Linked DNA regions of Mus musculus: all the other regions are linked to region 5. A link is a contact called in public ChIA-PET, Micro-C and promoter capture Hi-C data. All regions are on one chromosome and are shown on one strand. Each heading gives the region's core, a stretch centred on a gene start, on an enhancer-like site or on the middle of the called end of the contact. The rest is flanking DNA. Distances are from core to core; before and after follow the strand shown. Region 1 holds the start of Ankdd1b (ankyrin repeat and death domain containing 1B). Region 2 holds the start of Cert1 (ceramide transporter 1). Region 3 overlaps Polk (polymerase (DNA directed), kappa). Region 4 holds the start of Aggf1 (angiogenic factor with G patch and FHA domains 1). Region 5 holds the start of Iqgap2 (IQ motif containing GTPase activating protein 2). Region 6 holds the start of Zbed3 (zinc finger, BED type containing 3).

Region 1 (2,700 bases), core at 165-2,664, 580 kb after region 5:
CGCTGAGACATCCCCTTTCCCCATACCTCACCACACCTCCATAGGACATATTCCCCCTTTTCCTTTATCTTTTTATAAACACATCACTAACCCCACTCACTAAAAGATTTAGCTAGTGTGGAGCTTTCAACCCTTAGAAGACATTCACCATCTGAAGTCTAACCCTCTCCAGTCTCAGTAGCTCTCAGCTTCATTCACCACGACCCTCAATGGCTGGGCCTTCTCGCCATTTTAATCTTAGGGACTCCACGTCTGCATCCGCTTGACTCTTGCTTGTCTCAGTTTCTACCTGAACCTCCCGTGGCTGGTTGTTTCCTCTCATTTGAGTGCCTGCCCAAACATGCTCTTGTCTCCTGACCTAAAGTCCTCCTGTGCCCTGGTGCCACCCAGGTCACTTTACTTGGTGGCCTTTCCCTAAAATTGTCACCCCTGTAACTTCCTTGTTCATGATCCGTCAGCCTCCTCCACAACAGAAATCGAGCCCCACAAACCCAGGAGCTGCCTTGTCCTCCTGAAACATCTCTTGAAAGTACTAGGCCCTAGAACATAGTCCTGGAAGAAACTAAGTAACTGCACATTATATTAAGGAAACGATACACAGTTGCCAAGGCCGGGGCTTCAGGAAAGAGTTCACCTACGCGAGCCCATAGTGTGCCCTGAAGATACACGAGTCCTTTATTTTCCGCTCCTGAAGACTTCCTCTGTGTAGCCTCGCTCAATTTGTGTTATTATTCCCGAGGCATAGCTGATCTATTCCCCAAGCTTTAGAAACCTAAACCCAACAAGGTTAAGTGACTTGAAGTCACACAAATAAATCTGCGCGCAAACCGTGATTTAAGACAAAGGCACAAGGAATTCTTTCCTTATCTGGACAAGGGCTTACTCATTTCTTTAAACAATCTCCTCCTCCGCTTAGAAAAAAACGACCCTCCCATCCAGAGTATAGGGTGTGGATCAACACTCAGTGGTGACAACTTCAAAGCTAAAAACCAGCCAGTAAGGGGGCGAGGGGCAGCATTAGAGAACATCCTGAGGGTTGCCAGGTACCTGTATCCTTCCAGGCTTCAGTGAGTGTCCCTCTAGTTTCTTGGCCTGAGCCCACCCTCTGCCCATCACACCTCATCCCAGGACTCACAGCCCTCATGTCCTGCAGCTGCTGTCTCCGGGTCCTGCACCTCCGGCTTCGGCATCCTGGCCAGGCTCCTCCAGGGTCTGGTGGCTACATCCCTCAGGTTGGCCTTTAGGCCCCTGGCTGCCTGGAGCATCGGAGCCCTCGCTCCGTGGCCCTGGGCACTCTCAGGGTTCATGGTCACCCTTGCTGTAGGGACCCCACTAAGGTGTGGAGCTGGACTGCAAATGCGCCACGCAGGAGCGCAGGACTGAGCCTGCTCTCTTTGGAGCCAATGGCTAGGCACAGGCCCTCCGTTCTCCAGCCCTTCCCTGTCTTGGGCTGGTCTGCGGTGTCCGCCTTTAGGTGTGGCATCCCATGTACTCTAGGGTTTGGCTCTACACAAAAGGAAACGTTTCTAGAAATCTACAAGCCCTCGGAAATGCTCAGTTCATGATCCATCAGTTCCCTGTACAGTTTAAAAATATCTGGGTTTGATTTATAGTCCATACTCATTACTGGAAATTCAATATTAAATACTTCCTAGTTGGGATTCCAGAATTTCCTCCTTGAAAAAAAAAGACTCAATTTTTCATTTGATAGTCATGAAATTACCAGTTTTCTTGGCTGGTCTGTTAGAAATTAAAATAATTCAGAAACAGGTCCAAGAAATCCTGACTCTTCAAATAAACTTCAAATAAAAGAGGTAAAATGACTTTTATTTTCTGTTATGAATTGGTGAGGTGTTTCATTTTAATATAAATTATATAATATTAGGGCTGGAAAGATGGCTCAGTGCTCAGCAGCACTTACCACTCTTGCAGAAGCCTAGAGTTTGAATTCCAGCACCAGCTCTGGATGGCTCAACCCAGCTGTTACTCCAGCTTCAGGGCTCCCAATGCCCTCTTCTGGCCTCAGTGGTACTCACATACAATGAATTTAAAATATATATGATATCGATGTCCATTTAAAGCTTGCTTTGCTTTCTAATTACTGTGCACCAAATTTTCAGTATTAAATTCAAATCAGTGTTTCTCGATGTATCAAGGGAAAAACCCAACATGACAAAGTGTACCTAGCAGAGTTCCATTTAGAACTTAAAAAAAAAAAGGCCTAATCTTTATAGTAGGATATTATGATCAAAACAATAGCAAGTATACGACAATGAATACTAGTAGAAATATAAGGCAGGACTAACATGCAAAGTATCATATGTGAATGGAAAATGGGATACAAAACAATATAAATAAAATCCCAACTACCAGATGAGAGTGTACAGGAAAAGAGTATCAGTATATTAACAGTGGAAATCAGACTAACTCCACAGAATTCTGAACCATGTTATTCTAATAATTACAGCACACAAATCGCTTCCAAACTCCCAACTGGGCTCTCTCCGTATTAAAGCTCTCAACAAGATAAGAAGCATTGTGATTTTATGCTCTGCACGAGTGATTCTCAGTCTTCCTAATGCTGCCTGCGACCCTTGAACACAGTTGCTCATGTTGTAGTGACCCCTAATCACAAAATTATTTCTTTGGTACTTCATAACTATAATTTTGCTACTGTTATGAATTGTAATGTAAATACCT
Region 2 (3,012 bases), core at 87-2,586, 650 kb after region 5:
TGTTTTAACACCCTGATAAGGTATTCTTAAAATCTTTATCTCTTAAGGTTTTATTCATTTGAATATCTTTCAGTTATGTTTGTCATGATTTTACGATGGAAAATCATTTGTATCTGACATACAGTAGACTTAGATTCTACTGCATTTAGTCTCCAGGAATGCTTCTACACAAGAACTTCTCAGGGCTACTTCCTGTCATGTGGAGTGTAGGACTCTTCGATTGCTCCCAGAGTTTTTGTTTGTTTTGTTTGTTTGTTTTTTCTTAGTCATTGTGCCTTAACACCCCACCCTACCCCCAAACACTCAAAATTTCTTACTTTTCCATCTGGGTAGCAGGTAGAAATTCTTTCTGCAGTTAAATAAGGAATTTCAAAGTTGGAAATGATCAGGAATTTGATAGCTACCTATTGCCTAATTCCTTATTATTTAGTAAAACTCGCATTTTGATCTTAATGATAGAAAGTTTCTATCCAAGTTATCCTGTCTTCCGGGGAGGAAAAAGATGGTTAACATGGGTCTCCGGGGAGATACTTGTTCACAACTAAGAGAAAACTTCAGGATATAATATGACCCTAATTTCCTTTTTAAGAAGTTCTTTAAACGTTATTTGTTCTCTGACAACCTCAACATTAATTGCACGAGATAAAAATTCTATAAATTAACAGTGAGAAAATAGTCTGAAGGAATTCTTCCTCCAACAGCAGTAAACGTCAAATATTAAGTCTACTTCCGAAGACATAGACAGTAGTCCTTCGGAATTAACAGTGACGGTTTTAGAGAGGAAGCAAATCTTCAGTTTGCGACTGGAGAGATCATAAACTCCTAACCTGAGTGAAGCGACGGAGTCCCTATCATTTTTGCCCAGGCAAGTTGCAAAGATGTTCCCGGGCTTTCCGGAAAGCAGCGTCGCACAGCCCACCATCCTCACCTGAGGGTTCTCACGTCCCGGCTCGCTGGCTCGTCACAAACACGCAAGGCAGAATCGGAAGCCAGGCTGGACGGAAAGGGGCACGCAACTCTCAAAAGAAGCCCACTTGCCTTCAGAAGGTTCCCCTAGGCAACCAGCCTTTAGGCGCGCCCAGGACACACACCAGTTGCCTAGGATTGCGACTACAACTCCCAGGAGGCTGCGCGGCGGACGGAGCGCCAGCCTTCCCAGAATGCAGCGCAGCGGCTTCCCTGTTCAGCTTTCTCCTCTCCCGGCTCCGCCTCCTTCCCTACCCGTCGTCACCCGGGAGGGCCGGAGGTAGGGAGCGTCGCGAGCCGCCGGGAGGGGCCCGGGGCGGGGTGGAGGGAGGATGGGAGGACGGAGGGGAGGGAGCTGAGAGAGGAGGGAGGGTAAATAGTGGACCCGGCAGGAAGATGGCGGCTGTAGCGGAGGTGTGAGTGAGTGGATCTGGGTCTCTGCCGTTGGCTTGGCTCTTCCCGTCTTCCTCCCCTCCTCCCTCCCTGACTGAGGTTGGCATCTAGGGGGCCGAGTTCAGGTGGCGGCGCCGGGCGCAGCGCAGGGGTCACGGCCACGGCGGCTGACGGCTGGAAGGGCAGGCTTTCTTCGCCGCTCGTCCTCCTTCCCCGGTCCGCTCGGTGTCAGGCGCGGCGGCGGCGGCGCGGCGGGCGCGCTTCGTCCCTCTTCCTGTTCCCTCACTCCCCGGAGCGGGCTCTCTTGGCGGTGCCATCCCCCGACCCTTCACCCCAGGGACTAGGCGCCTGCACTGGCGCAGCTCGCGGAGCGGGGGCCGGTCTCCTGCTCGGCTGTCGCGTCTCCATGTCGGATAACCAGAGCTGGAACTCGTCGGGCTCGGAGGAGGATCCGGAGACGGAGTCCGGGCCGCCTGTGGAGCGCTGCGGGGTCCTCAGCAAGGTGAGCTGCCCCGCGGGGACCGTGGATCCGCTGCCGGGACTCACCTGCCGCGAGGCGAGGGGGAGCCGCTCGGGACCTGGGGTGGGGCTGGACTGGAGGCACCGACTGTCCCGGGGCGGGGGCTGCGGAATGTGCTGGGGTGCGGGGCCGAAAGGTCGTCTTGGAATGAGTGCCTGGCCAGGGATGGGATAGGAGGTGCTTGGGACTGTCCTTACCGCTAGCCCCCCAATTCCTGGATCCTGTCAGCTTTGGCGGAGGACCTTGGAAAGCTTGTATTAAATCCGTGATCTAGTTCGGGAGGCAAGGTGCATCTGGTAACTTGGAACCCAAGGCCGCAGCTGTCTGGGGTGTAGGAATCTGGGTTGGGCAACCCGTGGTGTCTGAAGAAGTGCTGGGCAGGAGGGCGGTGAAATCGACCTTTCAGACTGTATTTTGGAGGCCCCTACCAGAATGGGGGCAGGTGCTGTTCGGCTCTTAATTGGTGTAACTTAGGCAAACCAGTTGACTGGGTTTGGCCTTGAAATCTGAGATAGTAAACTTTGAGGTGTGAGTGATCTTTGGTGTAGGAAGCGTGTGCGGCACTTTTGTACCTTACCCCCTCCTTGTCCAAGTTCAGAAAAGAGCTATTGAATTGGCAAGCTGTGGATAAGAAATATTAATAGTAAGTTGGAACGTGTCAGAAGGAAGACCGACCTTTAGTTCAGGAAAAGGAGCGTTATTTAGTAATGCAGTATTTGTACAGAAAGGAAAGACATTTTTTGTTTTGTTTTGCCTCTGTACTTTTAAAAGCACCGTTTCAGCTTTCTTTCTTTCTTTCTTTCTTTCTTTCTTTCTTTCTTTCTTTCCTTTAAGCCTAGATAGAATTTATAGGGCTGGAAATAAGTGATCTTGTTAATATTTCACAGTGTGTTGTATTTTACGTTTTTGTTGTGGGAAGACTCAGTCTTTATGACTTCCCAGTCCTTTCCTGTTAAACTTTAAGAAATGCTTAGAGCAAGCAGTTAGTTTCCAGAGGGAGAATCAGGGCTGGTCCCTTAACAAGCTGGTCATAAGATACTAAGTCATGTGCTAATGCCCATTAAGAAATCATTCTGCTTCTAGTGTTCTTGAACATCATTTCTGGAATTGTCTGAAATTTAGGCTATTAAAGT
Region 3 (2,700 bases), core at 126-2,625, 620 kb after region 5:
TGCTCATTGGTCTGCTCAGCATGCTTGGTCTCTAGAACCCAGGGCACCAGCCTAGGAGTGGCACCACCCACAGTGGGCTGGGCTCTCCCATGTCAATCACCACAGCCTGATCTTATGGAGGCATTCTCTCAGTTCCGAGTCTCTCTTCCCTGAGTCTAGCTTCTGTTAGGTTGACATAAAACTAGCCAGGAGAAGAGCTAATATCTGAAATAGTTATTCTATACCAATATCAATTAAAAACTGAAGATGTAGCTTATTTTTCATAAAACTTTAATATACATGTCAAATATAACAATGCAGAGTTGTAATCTTTAAACTTTTTTGCCTGTTCAGAGAAAAATTACTGGGTTGAAAGAAAAAAGAGAAGAGAACACGGAGAGAAACAAAATAGGCGAGTAAAGAAAAGTTTACATAGCAAGCATCCCCATACCGTTTTTATGGGCAGCCTCTACTAATGCTCTATATGTGCTTGCCCAGGTTACCCTGCAAAGGGCTATGGGACAGGTTTAATTTTGTCAACCTATAGGAAGCTGCCTAGATCATTAACATAAATCATAACAGAAGACAGCCATAAAGCAAGCACCGCATACACAGCACATGGAATCTACTACTGAGAGGAGCAACGGAGGCAGAACACAGTAACCAAGGAGAGGGGGAAACAGCTCTGGAGAACCCAGTGAGCGCCTAAAGGAAGGCAAAGCCATCAGGGGGAGAGCTCGCTGTGCCTGCCCATCCCCCATGAACGTGCTGTCTTCAGCCTTGCCCTCACTTACAGAATACTTGTTTCATGGTCTTAGGACAGACACACCAGCCACCCACCCACTAGCTGGAGATTAAAACTGCAGCTCTTCTCTTAGGAACAAGACCCGAATCCCATCTGCCTGTAGCAGACCCTGACAGTGTACACAGGCCTAACCTTGCTGAGCCTACCCCTCTCGCTGACCTGAGGGACTCTGCCTTCTTGGGTTGCTCCTATCTAGAATACCCTGAGCTCTGTCACAGGCTTCATGGGTCAACTCAAATATACTATGAAACTCGGCTGCAGCTTTGTCTTCCATGCCAGAGAACCAATGCTCTCTTGCTTGATTTCTTGTTTCCACTGTGGCCCTTATTATAGTAGATAAGCTGTAATAATTACAATATGCCTAAAATATGAATGAAGTAAGAATAAAGGAGTGGCACCTGAAATATTTTGGCTTGGAATAATATAGAGAAGCAGAAGATAAATAGAAAGCCAACCGCGAGGGAAACCTCCTCACACTCATGATTAACGCTGGGACGGTTTCTTCTGTGAACTTCTCTCTTGTACTCGATGCAAGCGTGCAGCTGCCCAGAGGAAGCCTCACAGTGTGACTCATCTCTTCCATCTTCCTTTACTCTCTTCTTAGTCACCCACCCATCCTGTCTGAACGCTCTCTGCTCTCCGCAATGCACAGCGCCTGCCTTAGCTTCCCAACATTTCTCCCCCTTTACTTCTCGATCATGGTTCGTTTATCACTTTCCCCTGAGGCCTTTCACAGTCTACTTGGTGGCTGTAACATTTACCTTCTTCTTCCTCCTGTTACTTCTGAGAACTCGTGTGTCACCGGGGCTAAAAATAAGGACCTTCCTCTGGTTCTCAGTAACGCTTCTCATTAGGCACAGGACAGTGGCTATGTTAGCCCTCTCTTACAATCTTTAATTCTAATAAACTAATGGCAAAAGGTTGTTGAAGGAATGAAGAGATGCTTGCACAACGTGTTCTTGGAGAGGGGTATGGCAAGGGCTCGCTGACTACCTCTCATTCTAAGGTAGAAGGGACAGTTATGGAGTATGTCAGGTGTTAAGTTCTTCCCACAAAAACTCACTTACTAGTCAGAATAATTCAGAGATTACAATTATTAGTCTTATAAATGAGAAAATGAAAGTTTACTAAGATTAAGAGATTTGTTCTGAGTCATAGAGCTGACGTGGGAGAGCTGGACTTGGGAAACAGGTTACACCAAAGTTTGTTTTCTTTGTCTTATCTTTTCTAACACAGGCTTTGGTTTTTTGTCTTTGTTGTTGAAGTTGTTTGTTTTGGAAACTATATGTAGTCCTGGCTGTCCCAGAACCCACTATGTAGAACAGGCTGGCCTAGAGCTCACAGAGACCCATCTGCCTCCTGAGTGCTGGGGTGAGAGCTGCAAATACCAATTGTGGCTAATAGACTTTGAACAGTCTTTAACATTGTGTATCCACACTCTATACTAATTTCTTTTCAAAACCTTCAATTTCTACTACATTTAGGACAATATTTGGAAATTCTGCTTTTTATTTTGACTTAGTATCTCCATAAAGTCTACTGAGTTGGTCCAAGTTAGCAAAGGCAGTTGTTAAAATGGTCGAAATGCACGGATTGGCTGTGTGGCCTCACTTAACAGAATGTGGATGCTCGTTTATCCAGTTTACGAGCTCATTAGAAGATAGTTTATATGATAACCAGATGCCTGCCTTCCAGGAGTGTGGTGAGGGTGGAGTCCAGGGGAGGATATTCAAAGAGGGTCCAAACGAGCTGCCTGGCTCATGCATGCAGACTTCTTACCTCGGTCTGACCAGCAGGAATTTACACTATCATATCACACATAATCAAATCTAGCATGTGGAAAATGTGAGTCCAAAATAGAAACATTTCCTATGAAAACATCTTCGTTCTCTGAGACCTTCTTGTCTCCTTGGGAC
Region 4 (2,983 bases), core at 388-2,887, 520 kb before region 5:
GTGGTTAAGGAAGACAATCTGTCAAAGGAATAAGATAAAATGACAGAGGACACCTGCTGTCACTCTCTGGCCTCTACATGCATACAGGCATAAATACACCACCCAGACATTATACACACTATATAAAGAACAGGATGACAAAGTCTGATGACGTTTCAGTATCTAGACTAGAGATGTAGTTTTATAAGACACTAAATTATGGAGAAAACATTAGGTTAAAATTAAGTATCTGGAAATAACTTGTTAGGATAATATGCAACTGTTCAATGAACAAGGTAAAACTGTATTGTTTTTTAAGCATCACTGTCAAGCATCTGCCTCACTACAGATTATGAAAATGAAACACATTTCTAGTATCTGTAAGAAAGGCGGATGTACCTTCCTACAAGTGAACCCAAGAGGATAACTGAGGTCACCTTACACATGGAGTATGTTCAAGAGTGTAAAACTAAACTATGTTCCTGCTTTTAAACGTCACTGCTGTACACTATTATCACCCTGACTTTATAAACAGCAGGGAAACACGAGGTAGGAAATGGCATTCTAAGTTCTCAAAAGGGGATGGGTGGGTGTTGGCTCATGCCTGAAATCCCAGCCTAGGAGGGAGTCTGAGTTTGAGTCAAACTTGGGCTGCATTTTAAGACCTAAGCCAGGCTGACCTGCGTAGATTCTCAATTGAATCCCAAATGTGTGTGTTTGGGGGGCGAAGGGGGGGGGCGGTGGAGAAAAATGCAAGCCCACAACCTCAGCACTTGGGAAGTGTTGACATGGATCAAAAGTTGAACTTCAAGGTCATCCTCTGTTACACAGCAAGTTCAAGGCCCCAAATGGAGATTTCGTATCAACCAAAATAAGAATTAAAAACTCAACCAAACAAAACAAATAACAAAAAACTCTTAAACGTGACCCCCCCCCCCAAATAAATGCGCCCATTGCCAGTAGGACAGACGATCAAGACCATGTAGCCCATGCTGAAGTTCATTCTCGCCTGCCCTGAGACAACTGCCCAAACCAATTGGCTGGCACTGGCCAACTGGCTCCACAGGTCTTTGGGATTTTGACCAGCTCTGGGCTGTCATGACTTCCCAGGGTCCGTGGAGCAGGTCTGGCCCCGGCAGCCGCGTACCTGCGTGCGGAGCTCCTGGTTGTCGCTCTCGGCGTTGCGGTAGAGTCGCTCCGTGTGCTGCAGCAGCTTCTCCACCTCCCGCACCTGCCTCCGGCAGCTCCGCAGCTCGCGCTCCAACTTCTCCACCTTCCGCCTGAGCTGCGCCAGCTCCGGCTCCGGAGAGGCGGGCGGCGGCGGAGAAGGCGAAGGCGGCGAGGGCGCCTCGGAGGCCATGCGGCCGTGAGCGCCGAGCCCGCGGGGCGCGGACCGGGCTGCTTAGGACGACACCGGGGCCCACTGGCCCAGGGGCCACTGGAGCGCGCGGGCTGCGAGGGGCGGCCTCACGCTCGGACGACCGCAGCGGGCCCCGGCCATGTCGCCCCCGAAGACGGCGGCCGGGACTGCGAGCTTGGGGACGAAGCCGACTCTACCCGGGCCGCGCGGACACCCGCCCGGTGACAGTCTCCGGGAAGCCAGCGGACGGGAGAACTAAAGCGAACCCAGCGGAAGCCTCTAGTTCCGGGCTGAGCCGGAAACGCTAAGCCGGAGGAGGGCGGAGCCAAGACGGAAAAAGGAAGCGACGGAAAGCTAGAAGGGTCTGATCGCGCTGGTACACGGGGCTAGGAGCTGGGTACAAATTGGTGTTTATGTGCCCAAACAACGGCCTGTGTTTTTACTTCCGATTGTTTCCCTTGTATTGTAGTGTAGGAGTTTGAGTCCGATTGGTGAAATGTTTCCCCATTCAAAATCGAGGGTTCTTCCAATGTACAAGTATTCTTAGAAGTGCACTTTGTAAGTTCGCCTTATAATGGGAACTTTAACATTGAATTCTCTTCCCAGACTAAAGGGATTCACACGACATAGCTTTGTTAAGAGCATGTCCTTTACATAGCTTTGCAAGACCATCACTATCATCTGTCCCGTTCCTGTTACTGGAGGACTACTTATGAGCTCTCCTTTAGTCTGTTACCATAAAACAACCATATAATCGCGATGGTTCTGTAGGATGCCTTTTTTTTAAAAAAAAAAAAAATATGAATAAAAAAACCTTACTTTTATACATAGTCAGTATGTGACCCAGCAAAGCCACTCCTGACTCCCAGTCAACATATCACAGAGAGACTTGGCATATTAATTATAATAGCTAAGTTACAAAACCCGACAAGGTGACTAACAACAGTGTTGTGAATTAAGGAAGATATGGCATATATACGCAATGTATTTTTAAACGATAAATTAAAATAAAATTAAGTTATTTGTAGCAAAATGGTTTATATTTACAAATAGATATATCTGGAGATACGGAATTAAGCCAGTTCCAGAAAAGCAAATACCATGTGTTTTCTCTTACACATGGTTCCTAGGTTTTGTATAGATTTATAAAATCATTTATCTATATTATCTGATCTGCTAATAGCATAAATAGATAAGGATAAAGATAATTATTTTTATGACATGAGAGTAACAGCAACTGTGTAGGGGAAGAGAAGAGATTAGTAAGGGGGAGAAATGAGGCCAAGGTAAAGGAAAGAATATACTTAATGTAAAAAAAGTATGAAAATGCCCTTATGCGACACAGTACTGTGTACAGTGAATATATACGATGGGGCTTTTTAAAAGACTGAAGAGAAGTATTTATTTTCATTTTGTGAATTTTTCCAGTGTTCGGCTACAAAGGTTAAATAAAATCTTTACTCAAAAGTACAGAGTCACATGTGGTGATACAAGCCTGTGATTCAAGTACTCAGAAGACAGAGGCAGGTGAACTGACAGCCTGTGGCAGAGCAAGTCCCTGGCCTGCCAGAGCTGCAGAGCAAGAAAAGCTGAGGCAGGAGGATCCTGGGTTCTTGTCTGGCCTAGGCAACATAGCAATATGCT
Region 5 (2,700 bases), core at 105-2,604:
GTGTGTGTGTGTGTGTGTGTGTGTGTGTGTGTGTGAGAGAGAGAGAGAGAGAGAGAGAGAGAGAGAGAGAGAGAGAGAGAGAGAGACTGACTGACTGACTTAGGGAAGTTGGCGACCCTCTTCCAAAAATTTCATCCGTGCTCCTACCAAACACCACAAACCACATGAACACACTAACTCTGTTGCAGTTGTCACCACCTTAACCTAAACCTGGTACTGCGTCTAACAAGACCAGTCCAAGCAAAAGATTAACCCATGGTTCGTGGCCATGCGTTTGTCGACAGGGCCAACCCGGGAGAAGAAGCCAGCGTTCTGTTTGTTTTAAAGGAAATACTTCCTAGCGCATATTTAGGACTCTGAACTCTGCACAAGGGGCCACGTGGTTGGCGATAATCTGGCTCCCTCTTGTTAGTCAAAGCCACCTCTTTCCGCCGCCGGCAGCCCGGGGCTGGGTAACCGACACCGTCACTTTCAATCAGACCGGCTCAGAGTCTGTCCTTACAGAAATCCTCCCGCGCAGGAGATCGGGGGCGGGGAGAGCCACCGGGAAAGTGGCTGGGGGCGGTACGTGTCCCTGGAGGCCTTGGCTGGAAGGGCCTCACACCTGTGGGGCCTAAGTGGCTCTAGCTGCTCAGGTGAGGCCCAAAAGAGACTAGTAGGAGAAGCCTGCCCTTCCAGGAAAGTGCCTTCACCTCTCGCAGAGCGCGCGGGCACAGGAGCTGCGCTGCCCACCTGTAGCGACAGCAAACAAACTTTCCGCCCCTTTTGGGTGGGAAGCATCGGATCCCCTACGCCACCCTCTGGCTCGAGCCGGCAGCGCCCAAAGCAAGGCGGGCTCCTCACCTGATACCCCTAAACCACAACCTGATCTGCACCAGAGCTGCTGAGGCTTGCGAGGTGGAGGGACTTAGCTGGAAGCTGCAATTAGGAATTTGGAAGAAAGGGGCTTGGAAATCCGCGCCCTGCTCCTTTGCAATTCCAATTCTCAACTTTGCCAGCCGCTGCCCTCCGCAGCGCGCCCTCAAGCCCCTCGGCCTCCCCAACGCCGTCCCAGGGAGAGGGGCGCCCCGAGATCAACGGGAGCCCGAACACTCACAGCCGTAGCGGGGCCGTTGCAACGACGGCAGCTCTTCGTGCGGCATCCTGCGCTGCTCTGGGGGCCCTCCCGGGGAGCGCCCCCCGTGGTTTCCCTCGCTGGCCAGGCTCGCGGGCTCCGCGCCCGGCGGGCGCGCTCCGATCCCACCTCTGGGCTGCCCTCGCCCGGCTTCTCGGAGCTGACCGCTCCGCTCCCTCGGTGCTCCTTCACTCGCGCCTGCGGCGGCCGCGTCTCGCTGACACCGGGGCAAAAGTGAACTATCTCCTCCCTCGCTCGCTCGCTCGTTCGCCCGCCCGCCCGCCCGCCCGCCCGCGGGCCGTACCGCCTCCCCCAGCAGGTTTCCTTTCTCCTCCCGCCCGGCCCCGTTATTCACCGCGGTGGGAGCGCGCCGCCGTGCAGCGACCCCTACTGGCCGCACAGCGCAGCGCCCGGTTGCGAGGACCCGCCTCCCGCGAGAGGAAGGGGCTGAGAGGCACCCTGGACCCCTGCAGCTGGAGCCCAGCGCACAGATGGAGGGCGACTTGGAGCATCCGGAGGGTGGAAGTGAACCAGCGCAGGGAAGAGCAAGAAAAACCACAGCAGACCACAGGCACCCAGTTCGCCTGGGTGTTGCTCAGTGACTGAGAGACAAACATTGCAGTTCCTTTTCCTCTAGAGAGATTGCACGGGGACAACCCTCACACACTCACCTCCCCACCCCACCCCCGAGCCCCGCGAGCGCCTGCTTCTCGCATTTAGGGGTATAAACGAAAGTTGTTTATGACTTTTGGCTTACGAGACACAGGATTCCCCTTTCTTGACAAGAAACGGTAAGGGTGAGCTCGTGCGCGGGCTGCAGGAGCAAGATTAACAGCCTCCAAACAACACTCAGAACACAACTGCCAGTCATCCGCCCACCCCTCTGCCAGCCCGCCCCCAATGTGCAAAACTGTCGCTCAGGCCCAGCCGGGGTCGCACAACCACAAACCCCTTTCCGGCTCAGCTTTTGAGACAGAAACCACAAGTAGCTGTTTTAAAAGCACGGTTTTCATGCGGTTGCTTGGAGCCTGGAGGAATGTGGGAGCCCCCCCCCCCCAAACATGGGCCACTGCTTTTTCACAAACGTGGGGCATGTGGGTGATCACATGACTGAAAAAAAATCATCAAAAGAGAGGGTCATAAGAGATGATTTAGCCGAAGAAAGGTGGTCTAGCGACACTAGTCACCTTTAATTAAGCAAATCTACAGAGAGCAGCCAGCTGCTTTCTGGGAGACACAATGAACTCTTGAAACTTGAAATTCAGACTCTTGGACCCCGCCCCGCCTCCAGTTCCGTTGGTCTGAGTTGAGGCTCATGAACTTGCGTTTCTCACAAGTGGTCAGTGAAGCTGAAGTTGTGCCAGCCTATGAGTTAGGTGCACAGGAAGAGGGAAGTCTCATCAGATGAGAGCGAGAGGATTCCCCACCCCCACCCCTAGAGACATTGGATTCTCACCCTGTTGGAATGGGATGAAAGGGATTTTCCTCCCCACAAAAGTAGATGCTTCTAATGCTATGGCCACAGGTCAGCAATACTCATCCTGTGACCAGCCTGTCAGCCAGGCTTCTTCCATGTCTCAGAGACG
Region 6 (2,700 bases), core at 67-2,566, 570 kb before region 5:
ACCTTTAATCTTTTGAGCCAGAAAAACCCCACCCCTAATCTGGGCCACGCCTTCTGCTGGAAGCCTATATAAGGACACGGGAGAAGACAGCTTTTTGCTTTTTGCCACTGTACTCTGGCCTAACTGGCAAGTCCATCGCCAGCGGCGGCGGTTACTCCTGCAGGATTCCAGCTTCTATTGAAGACCAGCTGAGACACAACTACTAGATTCTTGGATTTTCCATTCATAGACAGCTACTGTTGGGTTAGCTGGACCACAGCCTGTAAGTCATTCTAAAACTTCCCCCTTTCTCTATATAAAGAGAGGAATTCGGTTTGTAAGTTCTGTTACTCTAGAGAATCCTTACACACTTTTTAAAATGTGTTTTCGTTCATTTGTTTGTTTGTTTTACTGGTTTGCTGGGTTACAAAAGAATATGATCAAAATATATTGTATGAAAACATTTAGGTCAATCTTGAAAGAGGGGAATCTAATAATCTCGCCATTGCAAAAGTATTCCTTTCGTGATACCCAACAAGATTTTTCTTTTCTCTGAAATTCTTGGCATAGAAGAAAGTCAACAAATAGGTCTATCAGGTGTGTGTGTGTTTAAGTGAGGAGGGTTATAATATTTCCACTGCAAAACACGTGCTCTGCATGAGCAAGGTGCTCCTCCCCAGCGCCACTTGAACCAAAGCAGTTAACATGGATTGTATTACCTACAAAAGAATTTCTTGGTTTTTTGGTTTTTTGTTTTTTTTTGTTTTTTTTACATTTATATCTTTTTGCTTATTGTCTTCTAGCAAGGCTTCGTGCCCATTGTTCATGTGACTTACTTTGACTAATAGAATGTGAGCAGAGCAGTATGTGGGCTGAAGAGATGATTGGGGTGGGGGGGCGGGGAGTCGGTTACCGCCGATCCATCGCCCTCTTCTGGATTCCACTGACACTGCACCCATGCATGCACAGACACCCACCACCACCACCACCACGCAAAAACACTAAATTAAAAAGCAACAAATTAGTGACTTTTGTTTTGTTTTTATGAATGAAGGGCAGAACGTGCCAGCTGTGCGTTAAGAGCTAACTGGTGCGTTCTTGAATTTGGCAAGTCACTTCCTTGCGACTATTTATAGATTAAAAATCTGTATGGTGGGAATATTTGAACGGCTGGAACAGCAAAACGCTACACAACAGGATTGCCCGTCAGCCTGCAAAGCCCCAAGGCTCTCGCCCGCACCTCAGCGGGCTGGTCTTGAAAAAGGTTTCTCTTTCCACCTGGAGCGTGGAATGCAGAAACCCGCCTTAGAACGCAGCCGCTAGCGGCTGATGTAACTGTAAATCACGCAGACGCTGTTAACTGAATATAATGAAGACAAAGGTAGTTCCCTGTGCTGGTGGTTTGGGTGGACACCTTTTCCTCCTAAGACCTTGATTGCAAGGACTTCTGACTAGTGCCATATCAGAGGCCTTAATCTGTAAGAATGCGAGCGAGCAGTGCGCCCAGCTGAGGATCTGGACCCGCTGAATCCAAGGGCTTGGAAGGTTAACGCGCAAACGTGCAGAGCCACGGTTAAAACGCTTTCAGCATCCCTGCGCTATTATTGCACCGTTTAAAAACCTCCGACAGATTTCAATTCGTTAAACTAGTTCTCCATCCGTTACTCTAAACTCCTCCCGGACCGGATGGTTTAGCAGCGGCGCCCCGGCGTCCAGACCACGCGTCACCGCCCCCCATGGACGCCCCGAGACGCGCAAATTGAGCGCTGTGTCTTTAAGGGGGAATCGGCCTTTTCCGTCCAGGACAAAATGTCTGCGAGGAGCCCGGAGGCGAGGGGCGACCATCGCGGCGTCCGGGTGAGCGTGGCTGGCTGGGGCTCGGTGGCGTGGCTTGGCTTGGCGGGAGCGACCGCAGGGACACCAGGGGCTGCAGTGATCTCAGGGGCCCGCGGGGACGTCCGGGATCGGAGAAACCGCGGGGTGGAGGGGTGCGGGGGACGCCACGCAGGACCTCGGGGACTTCGGGAGCCCCTAGGCCGTGGGATCCAGGGTCGCAGCCGCGGGGTCTGCAGGGGATGCCTACCACCCCAGGCTTGGCGGAGGGGCCCAGCCTGCGGGCTTCCGGAACCTTCTGGAGCGTCTCCGCTCTCTTTGGTTAACCAGCTCCGGGGGGTGGGGGGTGGGGAAGAGGGGGAACTGTCCCCGTAAAGTTGCCTCGGTGGAGAGTGACTTTGAGCCTCATGCGCTAATTGCGACTTGGTTAATGTTTCCCACCTGTGTGTGTGTGTGGAGGGGGGGGGGGGGGCTGTAAGAAAACCGGTGTAAACCAGAGTAAACCAGAATCTCCTCCTCCACTGGACACAAAAGAGTTTCCTGATCCGGGCCTGGCTCACTGGAGCCTTTGGTTGTGCAAGCCTTCTGTGGCCGGCTTAAAGCTTTACTAAAAAGAATAGGATTTTCCTTCATTGGAAAAAAAGTACCTGCCATTGCTGAGCTCCAAAGGTGTTTAGAACAGCTGTTGAATAGTTTCGTGAGTTGAGATAATTAGTGGTGTTCTGAATTTTTTATTTTATTTTTTTTTTTAAGACGGGGTCTGTTTCCTTGGGTGACCTGAAACTTGCCTGTGTAGACCAGGCTGACCTGGATCTTACAGAGACTACCTGCCTCTGCCTCCCAAGGGCTTGGATTAAATTCATGGGATTAAATTCCTGGTGATTCCAG

What was found. Promoter capture Hi-C pulls out the DNA fragments that hold promoters and counts their contacts. Hi-C and Micro-C count contacts between places; a contact is called where the count stands out from the background. ChIA-PET counts read pairs in DNA pulled down with a chosen protein or histone mark.
Region 1: a promoter capture Hi-C map of embryonic stem cells shows a contact between it and region 5, with 2.5 times the contacts expected there. The contact joins the promoter of Ankdd1b here to the promoter of Iqgap2 in region 5. A contact is called at or near these places in 4 of 39 promoter capture datasets (embryonic stem cells, hippocampal neurons, liver and 1 more) and 1 of 115 datasets of contacts at active chromatin or transcription factors (acute myeloid leukemia).
Region 2: a Micro-C map of embryonic stem cells shows a contact between it and region 5, with 2.9 times the contacts expected there. The contact joins the promoter of Cert1 here to the promoter of Iqgap2 in region 5. A contact is called at or near these places in 4 of 39 promoter capture datasets (cranial neural crest, hippocampal neurons, liver and 1 more), 5 of 484 Hi-C or Micro-C datasets (CD4 T cells, Th1 cells and embryonic stem cells), 4 of 115 datasets of contacts at active chromatin or transcription factors (effector CD8 T cells, embryonic stem cells, memory CD8 T cells and 1 more) and 1 of 9 other capture datasets (pancreatic islet).
Region 3: a contact with region 5 is called in an RNA polymerase II ChIA-PET map of memory CD8 T cells, with 11 read pairs. The contact joins the enhancer-like site here to the promoter of Iqgap2 in region 5. A contact is called at or near these places in 4 of 115 datasets of contacts at active chromatin or transcription factors (bone marrow-derived macrophages, memory CD8 T cells, microglia and 1 more) and 1 of 9 other capture datasets (liver).
Region 4: a contact with region 5 is called in a Micro-C map of embryonic stem cells, with 4 times the contacts expected there. The contact joins the promoter of Aggf1 here to the promoter of Iqgap2 in region 5. A contact is called at or near these places in 8 of 39 promoter capture datasets (the SN4741 cell line, cranial neural crest, embryonic stem cells and 5 more), 11 of 484 Hi-C or Micro-C datasets (the Ba/F3 cell line, the G1E-ER4 cell line, the N1E-115 cell line and 5 more), 5 of 115 datasets of contacts at active chromatin or transcription factors (embryonic stem cells, fetal liver, forebrain and 1 more) and 3 of 9 other capture datasets (adipose tissue, liver and macrophages).
Region 6: a contact with region 5 is called in a Micro-C map of embryonic stem cells, with 3 times the contacts expected there. The contact joins the promoter of Zbed3 here to the promoter of Iqgap2 in region 5. A contact is called at or near these places in 1 of 484 Hi-C or Micro-C datasets (embryonic stem cells) and 3 of 115 datasets of contacts at active chromatin or transcription factors (embryonic stem cells, memory CD8 T cells and pro-B cells).

Annotation. Positions count from the first base shown.
Region 1 is chr13:96,469,805-96,472,504 of GRCm38.p6, forward strand. Ankdd1b (ankyrin repeat and death domain containing 1B) reads right to left here and starts at 1,415. Exons shown (of 15, transcript NM_001369169.1): 1 at 1,136-1,415. The coding sequence starts at 1,307.
Region 2 is chr13:96,541,399-96,544,410 of GRCm38.p6, forward strand. Cert1 (ceramide transporter 1) reads left to right here and starts at 1,337. Exons shown (of 18, transcript NM_023420.2): 1 at 1,337-1,861. The coding sequence starts at 1,766. Polk (polymerase (DNA directed), kappa) reads right to left here and starts at 1,181. Exons shown (of 15, transcript NM_012048.3): 1 at 929-1,181.
Region 3 is chr13:96,509,441-96,512,140 of GRCm38.p6, forward strand. The region is part of intron 3 of Polk (polymerase (DNA directed), kappa); the gene reads right to left. Among named protein-coding and RNA genes, the nearest start is that of Polk, 32 kb to the right of the region's middle. Within about 2 kb of position 1,376, at least 177 of the 459 cell types and tissues checked have an H3K27ac peak or open chromatin away from gene starts, as enhancers often do. A contact at or near this core is called in bone marrow-derived macrophages, liver, memory CD8 T cells and 2 more, where this site is marked.
Region 4 is chr13:95,373,720-95,376,702 of GRCm38.p6, forward strand. Aggf1 (angiogenic factor with G patch and FHA domains 1) reads right to left here and starts at 1,638. Exons shown (of 14, transcript NM_025630.3): 1 at 1,127-1,638. The coding sequence starts at 1,339.
Region 5 is chr13:95,890,568-95,893,267 of GRCm38.p6, forward strand. Iqgap2 (IQ motif containing GTPase activating protein 2) reads right to left here and starts at 1,355. Exons shown (of 36, transcript NM_027711.1): 1 at 1,097-1,355. The coding sequence starts at 1,142.
Region 6 is chr13:95,323,509-95,326,208 of GRCm38.p6, forward strand. Zbed3 (zinc finger, BED type containing 3) reads left to right here and starts at 1,317. Exons shown (of 2, transcript NM_028106.3): 1 at 1,317-1,836.